Regions from separate parts of the Rattus norvegicus genome. Here region 1 is linked to region 2. The links are chromatin contacts, called in public Hi-C maps. All regions are on one chromosome and are shown on one strand. The core of a region is the stretch at or near the end of the contact, and the rest is flanking DNA. Distances in the headings are between cores, read along the strand shown.

Region 1 (5,590 bases), core at 1,278-3,777, 97 kb after region 2:
TTCTGTGCCATTGTATATTGGAAGAGTATAATTTGGTTTTTGAGTTGGTAGAGGTTACAGCTGAGAGATTGCCTTGCATCTCAGAAGAGAGTTTGGAGAGATTGTAAAACAGTATGTGGACTTCTGGAATTAAGCTAAACGTATGCTTATTACAATATGGTGTCAAGCCACATTCAATGGAACTGTGATGGTTTGAATGAGAATGGCCCCCATAGACTCACATGTTTGAATACTTGGTCCCCCGTTGGTAGAACTACTTGGAAAGGATTAGGAGGTGTGGCCTTGGAGGAGGTGTATCACAGGGTGGGCTTTAAGGTATCAAAGACTAGTGCCATTCCCTGCGTGCTCTCTGCCTTCTGCTTGAGGTTTGAGGTGTGAGCTCTCATATGTCCCTGCCACCGTGCCTTTGCTCCACCATCATGGAGTCTAAACCTTTGAAACTGTAAGCTAAATTAAGTGCTTTCTTTTCTGGGTTGTCTTGGTCATGGTGTTTTATCACGACAGTAGAAAAGTAAGACGGTAACTACAGAAGAACCAGAATATTTCTAATGCCACAAGAAAAAAAAAGTCATTATAAAAGAACAAGAGAAAAAAAAAGAAACAATGCAATTTGTTGCAAGCATTTAAGCATTTAAGATCTAAATCTTACATGAAATACTAGCTAACATCTTTAAGAAAAGTTAACATTTCCTAAGAACTCACTGCCTGAGACACTAGTCTTTATATTTAAAATGTATTAATATAATCTCTTTATGTAATCCACAAAGCTACTCATACTTTACCTTTATACTTTGCGGACTAAGAGAGAGCCACCAAAGGTTTAATAACTTGCCTGCTAGCACTGTGATAGTGGGTGTGGAGTGCACAAGGCAACTCCTAAAGAGTCTGACACAGCATTTGATACCGCTACAGACATGAACGTCAAATGTTGTTTTAGAAACTAGTATTTCCCAAGGTGGCATCAGTGGCCACACCCAGTACAGTTTCATCCTTTTCTTGAATTAGACAGCTCAATGGCTCATAGAACATTGTCACGACATTAGTAATCTGAATAAAGAAACCCATTCCCCTCAGCCGTCCTCCAGCTCCCATCCACTCTAGGTGCACCACCAATGCGTCCTGTGTGTGATCCGCTCTACTGCAACAGCCTTTCATCCTAGGAGCTAATATCTCCACTCTATAGGCATGGAGAGGATGAGGAGAGGATGAGGAATCTGCCGGTGTCTAAGTCACCAGAAAACACTGAACTGGAAGTTGGGCCCAAGCACCCTGCTGTCGGAACTCATTCTCTGTAAACCTTTGCCACGTCACTGCCACGTCATATTACAAAAATGAAGACATATAAGCACGTTGGGATTTTCTTAGGAAGGTAAAGATGGTCCAACTTGAAAAAAATGTTATTTATTATGTGAATAACTACAATTTTTAAAAGTCATATATCCAAAGGCATTGAATAGCATTCAGTATCTATTTCTTTTTTTATTGTATTTTTTAAAATTTACATTTCAAATGTTATCCCCTTTCCCAGTCCATAAACCCCTTATCCCACCCCTCCTTCCCCTGCTACTATGAGGGTGTTCCCCCACCCACACACCCTTCCCGCCTCCCTGGCCTGACATTCCCCTACACTGGGGCATCAAGCCTTGGCAGGACTAAGGGCTTCTCTTCCTATTGATGCCCAACAAGGCCATCCTTTGCTACATATGAAAATGGAGCCATAGGTCCATCCCTGTGTTCTCTCGGGATGGTGATTTAGTCCCTGGGAGCTCTGGGTTGTCTGGTTGGTTAAATAGTGTTCTTATGGGGATGCAAAACCCTCCACCTACTTCAGTCCTTCTTCTAACTCCTCCATTGGGGACCCCATTCTCAGTTCAGTGGTTTTATTTCTAAGAGAAAAAAAAATCCTCTACATCAATAAGAATAAAAAGATCCATTTCTTTTTTTTTTTTTTTTTTTTTGGTTCTTTTTTTCGGAGCTGGGGACTGAACCCAGGGCCTTGCGCTTCCTAGGCAAGGGCTCTACCACTGAGCTAAATCCCCAACCCCGATCCATTTCTAATAGCAATAAAACTTAACAATGACCTAGGAAGATAGGCAAAAAAGTAATTAAGAATGAAGCAAATCTGTCATCATCTTAAATTCGAGTTTTACTCAATGTATCAAGTTAGTCAAACATGGAATCTCTATTCAAAGGAAAATGGAAAAATAGTTGTTTCTATGTAGTAAATTTGTATAAACAGAAAAGTCAGCTAGTAACCTTCTTTGATAGTTCAAAAGGTCAATAGCCCAAGAAATTAACAAGATGGAGCTGGGGAGCACTCAACAGCCGTGGCTGTCCTTCCAGAGGACCTATATTCGGTTCCCAGCACTCGCTCGAAACAACCGTCTGTAACTCCAGTCCCAAGAGTTCCAGCGCCCTCTTCTGGCCTCTGCTAACACTGCATGCACTGCATGCACATGAGGTACAGACATGCAGGCAGGCTCATGAATGAGCCTCACAAACACTCATAAAACAAATGGAAAAAAATGTAAAAACAAGAAGATAAATATGTGTGGAGGCAGAAGTGGGAATGAAGAGAAGAAGGTCTGAGGTTAAAGCACAAATCTATCTTTCAGGCTGAATGGGCCCCATAAACTTGAAATCAGTAAGCCTGTCTCATCTCCCAAGAATGCATACCAGTTAAAATTCTTTACATTCTTTTCCCTTGCCTATTATGCCTGGAAAAATACTTGAAACCACAGTGCTGGACAGAGAGATTATTTTTGTGCATCAATATTTTTGCTGGAAAGAAGAGGGGATGGTTTTTGTAGATCCTTGAGTTATGGTGAGTTGACGTTTTTAGTTGTAGGATTTATTGCTAATACAGAAAAAGGAAAATCTTTAGCAGAAGAACGTTGGAAAAACCGTCTTCTTTGACCTACTTGTTAAAACTTCCTGTTTGTGAAACAAACAAGAGAGACCCCGGAGTGCTTTGAAGTCTGTGGCTTTGAGGAAATGACAGAGTAGCCCCGTCTTAGAACATCTCTCAGGCCACTCAAGTCCCCAGGGACCTGTTCTCAAGGGAATCTTCTGCCGGTCGAGCCACGAGTTCATGTGCCTCTGTTCAGCTAGGGGTTATCAGCATCCCGAGAACTTGGCCCTAACACACCCACTGATAATTTGACAAATTGTGTACTTACATTTCTTTATTAACCTCCCCGACACTGAGGCTTTAGTGGTTAAGATGTCCACATATTCACTGATCTTTAGAATTAGACTAGCTTCTGAGCTGTTCCACATAAGAATGGACTAATAGTCAGAAACCTTGGCCTGAGTCTCAAACGGCCCACATAGATATCAGTGTGTGATCTTGGTCAAGCCACGTGTTCCACTAATACCCTACTATCGCCTTCATCAATGTCCCTAACTGTCTGTTGGTCATCAAACCCAGTGGCATTATTTACAGTCTCATTTGACTACTACCTGAAGTCTTTCTCTTTGACCTTCATAGTATAGCCCTTAGGTGTTCCTACCACATGCCAGAGAACATCATGACAGCTTCATGTGTGTATGTAATGCATTCTGATCACATGCAGCCTATTTCTCTCTCCCATTTCCTTCCCTCTCCTGATGAACTCTTTTCCTTCCCATTAAGTTTCCCCCCTGAGCAAAGTTTAGAGCAGTGACTTAAGGAAAGGCCATTCAGAGCCTGCCCAACATGTAGCACATATGTGTGTGTGTGTATATATATATATATATATATATATATATATATATATATATATACTATACACAGCCACCGAAACTAGATAAGATTGATGAAGCTAAAAGTGCATGCTGAAAGGAACTGGTTATAGGTCTCTCCTGAGAGACAAATCCAGAGCATGTCCAATACAGAGGTCAATGCTAGCAGCAAACCACCGAACTGAGAAAATGACCCCATCAGGGGAATTAGAGGAAGGATTGAAAGAGTTGAAGGAGCTTGCAACCCCGAAAGAACAACAATGCCAACCAACCAGAGCTTCCAGGGACTAAACCATTACGCATAGACTGTACATGGACTGACCCAGGGCTCCAACTGCATATGTAGCAGAGAATAGCCTTGTTGGGGCATCAGGGGACTGGGAAGCCCTTGGTCCTACTAAGGTTGAACCCCCAGTGCAGGGGAATGTCAGAGGGCAGTTAGGGAGGTCGATGGGGGAAATACCCATATGTGGAGGGGGTGGGAATGGGGGCTTATGGACAGGAAACTGGGAAAGGGAATACCATTTGAAATGTAAGTAAAGAAATATATCTAGTAAAAAAAAAAAGAAAGTTCCCCTCCTGTTTTCATGGGTTTATTTTGTGGCCCAGTGTCACTGGATCCTTAATGATATTCACTAGTCCACCTATAGCATTTGGCATCTGCATCCGGAACTCAGTTATTTAGGCTTAAGGGCCACTTTCCCTGCATAGCGTCACCCAAAGCCACACCCCAATCCCAGGCATTCATCCTGAGACCCAGACTGCAGACCATGTATCTCCATCCGGCGACGCCCAGAAATGTAAGCTCAACAGGCCCCAGGTTCAATTACACAACAGTGCCCCCCAACCCCATGTCTCCTCACACTTCCCAAACCTGGAAATCATACTGGCTTCTTGAGTAAAGCTGATGTTCCTAGCTTACGGTTGATTGTTTAAGCAGCAATTTTGAGAAGCAAAAGTACTTTTTGTAACTTAAACAACTCAATCAGGTCATGTAGATTCTGCCTGGTTTGGTTCCCTTGCTCTTGACCACCTTTACCTCCATTCCCCTAAGAGTGCCCAACCCCTCCTCTCCAGCACCTCCTACCCTCCATACCTTGCCTGACACCAGCTTCCGTCACATACTCCTCCCACGATAGCCTTTTGCCAAAGGCAAGTCTGGGGGTCTTCTATGGCTTCCCATGTCTATAAGGTTATTTAAGATCTTCTGTTTGTATTCAAGACCCTTGGTGATCTGGCTTCAGCCTGTCTCTACACTGTCCCCTCCAGGCTTCTCCCCATATGCCCTGCTCTCTGCTTAGGTCTTTCATTTCCCAAAAAACAACAAGCTGTCCCGTGTATCCTTTCCTTCCTGGTATATTCTCCTTCTGACGGAATGCCAGTCTAAACCCCAATGCGTTTTGTTTTGTTTGTTACTTCTCTCATTCTCCTAAGTTCCAGTTCACTGGTTCTTCTTATAAGTCATCCCTTACCCCCAGTGTGATAGATTGTGACCACAACTATTCACAGCTTTCCGAAGTTACTTTTTTTAATTTTAAATTTTTTTTGTGTTTTTTCTTTTTCTTTTTCTGCTTTACATATTTTTTTTACTGTTGGATATTTTTTTATTTACATTTCCAATGTTATTCCCTTTTCCAGTTCCCCGGCCATAATCCCCCTATCCCATTCCCCTCCCCTTCTTGTGTATATCTGTGTGGGGGGTGGGGCTCTATGTGCAGGTAGGTGCAAATGCCAGAAGACCTTGCACTTCAGGCAGAGGCCAGTAGAGGTCGCCAGAGCACCTGGAGCTAGAGCTTCAAGTGGTTGTGAGCTGACCAACACCGGTGCTGGGAAGCACCTTCAGACCCTCTTCACGAGCAGTACTAGC
Region 2 (5,847 bases), core at 517-3,016:
GCATGTATTTATACGTGTGTATTAATGCCAAAGCATGTCAGACATGTGTGGAAATGTGCGTCTATGCATAGAAAGGAGTTTTTGTAGTTTACATATGAAGGTATGTCTTACCTACCTACCTACCTGGTTCTCAGTCCAATCTCAAGCTTGTTTTCTGGAAAACATCAAATCTCAGACACTGTTGCATCTCTTTGGTTGGTTCTGTTTAGCTGTCGTGTGTGTGTGTGTGTGTGTGTGTGTGTGTGTGTGTGTGTGTGTGTATGTGTAGGTCCTTTCACAATTTTTCAGCCCTAATCTGGCTCACAAATGGATCTGTATTTATCTCTTCTGATAATGTCTGGGATACAAGCAGGGACTCTTCCTGGTATCGTAGAACACAGCTAAATTCCAGCACTCAAGAAGAGGAGACAGAGGTCCACGCATAGCATACGATGCACAGTGAGACCTTGTCTCAAAACAAACCAAACAATAAAAAAACAGGGACTCTACAGTTTCTAAGAGTCTGGTATAGAAGAAACTAAATCTTCCTCTGTACTTTACCTGGCACTGTTAGGAATTCTGTACAAACCAAATTTCTTCATCTGGACTCAAGGTTCATTTGACAGTCAACTTCCGAACCTTATTTTTGTAATTGACATCAATTTATAAAGTGTTAGCAGACTCTAGCCTGGATTCTTAAAGCAAGAAGATAAAACTAAACACCGTCGACTTCTTGGTGAAGGCAGGAGAGATCAGAGAGTGTCAGATCAAATTGGAGATTGGGTCTGAAGTACAGAATGGAGACACAGGTCACAGCAGAGGACTCCATGTCTGAACCTGAATGAGGACACTGCACTCCTGGCTCTGTTCTGGTTGTAGATCCCTGAGTCTTAGACGTGTTGTTTTGTTTTATATGTAAAAGAGCCCCAGTCACACCGATCATAGTCAATCAGAGAGTAAGTGGTGTATGACATATATGGAAATACCCACCATCTATGAAGAACAGTGCAAGCCTATTCCTGTAAGAAACAGTGGTTACCAACAATATCACTATTTTTCCATATACATGCATACTGCAACTGACTTATAATTAAGTAAATCTTTTTTTTTAAAAGGTCTGAAAGGATTGGAACAAATAATCCTTGAGAGCTTTGTGTGATATGGTCAGAGTGAACATTTTAGAAAGACTAATTTGTTTTTTAGTTTCTCTTGGTTAGGGTTTCTAAAAAAAGTGTACAAATTCCTCATCTTTTCTTTCTAACTTAGAGTTTTAATTTTTCTGTTTTCTTTCTTTCCTTCCTTCCTCTTTCTTCTTTCTTCCTTCCTCTCTCTTTCTTTCTTTCTCTCTCTTTCTCTCTCTCTCTTTCTTTCTTTCTTTCTCTCTCTTTCTCTCTCTCTCTCTTTCTTTCTTCCTTCCTTCCTTCCTTTCTTTCTTTCTCTCTCTTTCTTTCTTTCTTTCTTCCTTCCTTTCTTTCTTTCTTCCTTTCTCTTTCTTTCTTTCTTTCTTTCTTTCTTTCTTTCTTTCTTTCTTTCTTTCTTTCTTTCTTCCTCTCCCAGAGCAGACTTGACTAGTCTGTTCCCAGAATGCTTTGTTCTTCTCTACTCTCTGAGTTGCCTCTGGGGGTTAAATGAGAGCTCCAGATCTTTGTTGTTGGTAGGCCCTGGTTCTGCAGAAACCCCCTAATCCCCTGTTTACCACAACAGGAGTCTATTACCATAGAAATGATAGCTGAGATCCCACAGTCCACAGCACTGACTTCACAGCAGGGCCTGGTAAGATGAGAAGCCAGGCAAACAGAGGAACAGAATTCACTAGAATAGTAGGGACTCTGTTGCCTTGAAAGAAAGGGGGGATTGTCCTTGTCCACATTAAAACAAAAATGCATGAATGAGCTATGTCTTCGAGTATGCTGTAGTTTATTTTCTGTATAGTACTGCCTGACTACAAGTGGTAATTTGGAATCTTATGCCATGGGATCGTTTGCTTGCAAAGAAAGGTCAGTGCTTTCCCTTCGTGGCATTCGTTTCTTATTGAAATAAGAAACAAGTAGAGTCTAATAAATCGTGCACAATGGATGCTCTGCGGTCCATGGCCTCCCTTCTCACCATGCATTGTTTTGTTTCTGTTTGTTGCCTGTGTGTCCACCTCCTCCTGTTCCTATTAACAGAAGACAGTGAACCCGAGCGGGACGCTAAAGGTATTTTTCCCTCTTTCTGCCTTGCTGCTTCTTCTCAGATGCACAGTCTACTTCGGTTGCTTATTTTCCTGACCTTAAGTCCTATCATGTGGGCCATGGGAATAAGAAGTCACAGAGAACTTGAAGCTGGGGCCGCTTCCCTGTAGATGCAGGTTACAGGTCAAATCACATTTCTTAGGAGAACATGGAATCCATAGAAGGGTTAGAATCCCATCTTCCAAATTCTAGAAGCACAGCGTGAGACTAAAGAAAAAAGAACGGACAAGAAAACTGATTCATACATAGTTTGGGTTTTTTAACTTTCATATTAGGAAAACTGTGTTAGTGTTTTTCTCATTGTCCTGACATGCTAACTGGCAGAGACAGCCTGAAGAAAGAGAGCTTTCGTTTGGCCCTGAGAGTCAAGGGATGCAAACCATTTTGGCTGCTGCAGCTCCATCTGCAGCTGCAAGAGGCCCATGCAACACAGTGGATCAGGAAGCAGAAAGCCTGGACCAGTACCACAAAATGCATGCAGTGCTCAAGGTCTGCCCCAGTGACCCAGTTCTGCTAGCTAACCTATATATCCTGACGAATTTAGAACCTGGGCTAGAGAGAAGCCTCAGTGGTTAAGAGCCTTATTGCTTTTACAGAGGACTCATCATTCACACTGGGAGGCTCACAGCTGCTTCTAACTCCAGCTCCAGAGGATCTGACATCCTACTCTGGACTCCTCAGGCACATGCGCTTACACGTGCACACACTATGTGCATACTCCCCCACAATTAATGCACACGTAATTAAAATGATAAAATAAATCTTCAAAAAAAAACCCAAAAAACAAAAAACAAAAAAACCCAAATCTCCCAAAACAGCAGCATCAGTTGTAGACAAAGTGTTCAACCACATGAGTGTGTGGAGGACATTTTAGATTTAAGGCATAGAAGAGGCCTAGTGCGTATTTACAATGTTTTCCTCTTTCTAGATACCAGGTTATTTACACCAATCAAGTAAAACATTCCACCTGGCAGTCTGGGTTAGTTTTAAGTCATCTTCCTTTCCCCTTTATTCCTGCCAGTCACTGATTGCTTGAAACCTTTACAAAGAACTCTCCAATGGAAGGTAGGAAATGCTACAGAAGGGAGAACGCAGGAGAAAATAAAATTTTTGAGATCTCACTGTTCCTTTGAAATAACCATTCAGAAATAGAGAACTGGCCAAAACGTGAGAAATCTCTTGAACGGAGAGGAGAGACTGGAGACCTGCCATTTCCAATGTTGGTCTAGGTCTTCGACTCCCTGTGTTTTCCATGACATCACAAGAACAACTATGATGGTCCCATCTCCCCAACACATACTGATCTTTAAAATGGCAATCATAAGACTAATTACAAATCTGAAAGTGATTTGGAAGATGAATGTGGCACCTGTTCAGGGTGTGAGTAGAAGGATTATGCTTGGATTTGTTGCAAACTATATTGCTGTAGGATTCCTGACCTTCAGATAGGGCTTCAAATATGCCAAGAGACAAAAACCCAAAACATGTGAATAGATTCTGTAAGAGAAAATCCTAAGGTTTTACACTGGCCGTGTCTTTTTTTTTTTTAAATAGTGCTGGTGATTCCTACCATACCTGCTCATGGGAACATGAATGAGGAAAAGTGGATAGCAAATTGGATAGTGATAAATCAGATTATATATATCAAGAGGAGTTGTATAATATCAGAATAATTATAGAATTTCCCCAAAACACTAAATGATTTCAAACTGCTATTTAGCAGTTTGCCTGTTCATATAACAAAACAAATTTTCTTACACGAAAGTAAATTATAAAATTAAGACATTTGACACACATTTGCAGCTAACACACAGATCTCACGTAGCTCCCCTGATGGTGTAGAATGCATTCTCAGTTCGCGGCTACCCACCGAAGCAATGAGATCTGCTACAGAACTATAACCAAGTTCATTCCTGCAGGGGATGAAGTTAGCCTGACTTTTATTTTTGGTTGCAGCTGCTGGGATTGACGTCGATGTTTGTTAAATGTTTGGAATTTCTCTCAGCCCACCTTCACCTTTCACATTTAGAACTGGAAGCCAATACAGATGGGTAGAAACACATGGGACTTATTGCTGATAAAGCTGGATTGAAGTGAAGCCTTCTAGTCTAGCTAACAAGGAGACTACAACAACTTCTGTTGGTCATTCTTGCCTCTCCAGCCTTTCTCACATCACATCTTAATGTTTGGGTGGAGAAGCCCTGACCTGGTAAACTTTCGATGACGTATCAAGCTCTTTCCTTTTCTGTAAATAGGATAGGCAAGAGAATGATGGTCCAGCATGGCTGACTTTCACAAACTATAGAAAACTTCATTTGCCTTATCTCACCAGGAAAGTAAGTCACTCACTCACCACTCATCACTCATCACTCATCACTCATCACTCACTCAACACTCACTCACTCTCCTCACTCACTCATTCATTTAATAAATACTGACCCTATACAAGGCAGGGTACATTTAGCAATACACAGAGACCTGCACATGCATAGGTCAGACTGCAGTGATGAGCAAAACAAGGCCAGACTTTTTTATAATGTTTGCATCCCGGGGAGAGGGACAATCACAATACAAATACATAAAGGACCCACAGTTGTCCAGTGGTGATAAGTGCTACGTGAAATATAACCAGAGTGAGGGGTAGGAAGGACCCTATGAAGACAAGGCATTTCAGTGAAACCTAAAATGTATGGATGATGCTTAGAACATTCTTTGGGAGTGGGAGGGAAGAAAGTGAAAGGAAGGGTTAAAGATGTCTGTCAATACTGCAAAGGGGACAAGTCTTATCTTTTGGAGAGAGCTCGAGAGTGTGGGATAGACCGGCTTCATTGTAATCTCCGGTCATGTTTTTTTTCTCTTAACACACTACACTTAATGACGAAGCCCACTTTGGAGAGAGCAACTATTTATTACCAGTTTTATAGTCATGGAGCCCCCTATGTGGCCAGTAGTACCCATCACGTGTGCCCAAACAGAGCCCCTAGAAAGCTCTGAATCAGGCAGGATGGGGAATGAATTAGGTTCAGCATCATGATGAGCTGTGCAGGAGTAGCAGACTGGTTTATTCTCTATCTCACTTTATGCTTAGCTGTGTTGCGCAGTATAGACCACCAAGGGTTTTGCAATGTACCTAAGTGGCAATCCATACAATGCAATAGCCTCTGAAACAAAAAGAAAGGCTGTAAATCAGAAAGCAGCAAGCCCACCCCTGGTTACGACATTTCCAAGAAGAACTCAATGTTCCTGAATTAGAACACTTGCTTCTATAAATCAAAACAGGAAAAAGACTCTAGATTTCCTATTTTTTTTTCCGGTTTGTTTTACGGTCCTAGTCTTCAACTAAAAGGCCCTCGTTTCAAGTCCAAGGGCTCAGCCAAACCATTCGAACACTTCTGTAACAAGACTGATACCAACATGATCCAATTCCCCGGGCTCTCAAGGACCACGCTGTTCTTAATGCTCAGAGACAGTGGGCTCCGTGTGCTTCTGATTACAGTGGCTCAGCTCAAAACCTGCAGGGCCAGCTCATGCACGCTCTATTGCAGCCACGTGTTAGAGCCGTGTGGCATAGCACAGGCCTCCATTACTCTCACCAGAAAACAAGAACAGTATGTGGCTAACCCCTGCTAGAATG

What was found. A called contact is a pair of places that touch in the nucleus more often than the background predicts.
Region 1: a Hi-C map of Schwann cells shows a contact between it and region 2, with 5 times the contacts expected there. The contact joins two enhancer-like sites.

Annotation. Positions count from the first base shown.
Region 1 is chr5:77,999,469-78,005,058 of GRCr8, forward strand. No RefSeq gene overlaps it. Among named protein-coding and RNA genes, the nearest start is that of 4930522L14Rikl, 120 kb to the left of the region's middle. Within about 2 kb of position 2,528, at least 11 of the 93 cell types and tissues checked have an H3K27ac peak or open chromatin away from gene starts, as enhancers often do. A contact at or near this core is called in Schwann cells, where this site is marked.
Region 2 is chr5:77,902,980-77,908,826 of GRCr8, forward strand. All of the region lies in intron 5 of Musk (muscle associated receptor tyrosine kinase), which reads left to right. Among named protein-coding and RNA genes, the nearest start is that of 4930522L14Rikl, 19 kb to the left of the region's middle. Within about 2 kb of position 1,767, at least 14 of the 93 cell types and tissues checked have an H3K27ac peak or open chromatin away from gene starts, as enhancers often do. A contact at or near this core is called in Schwann cells, where this site is marked.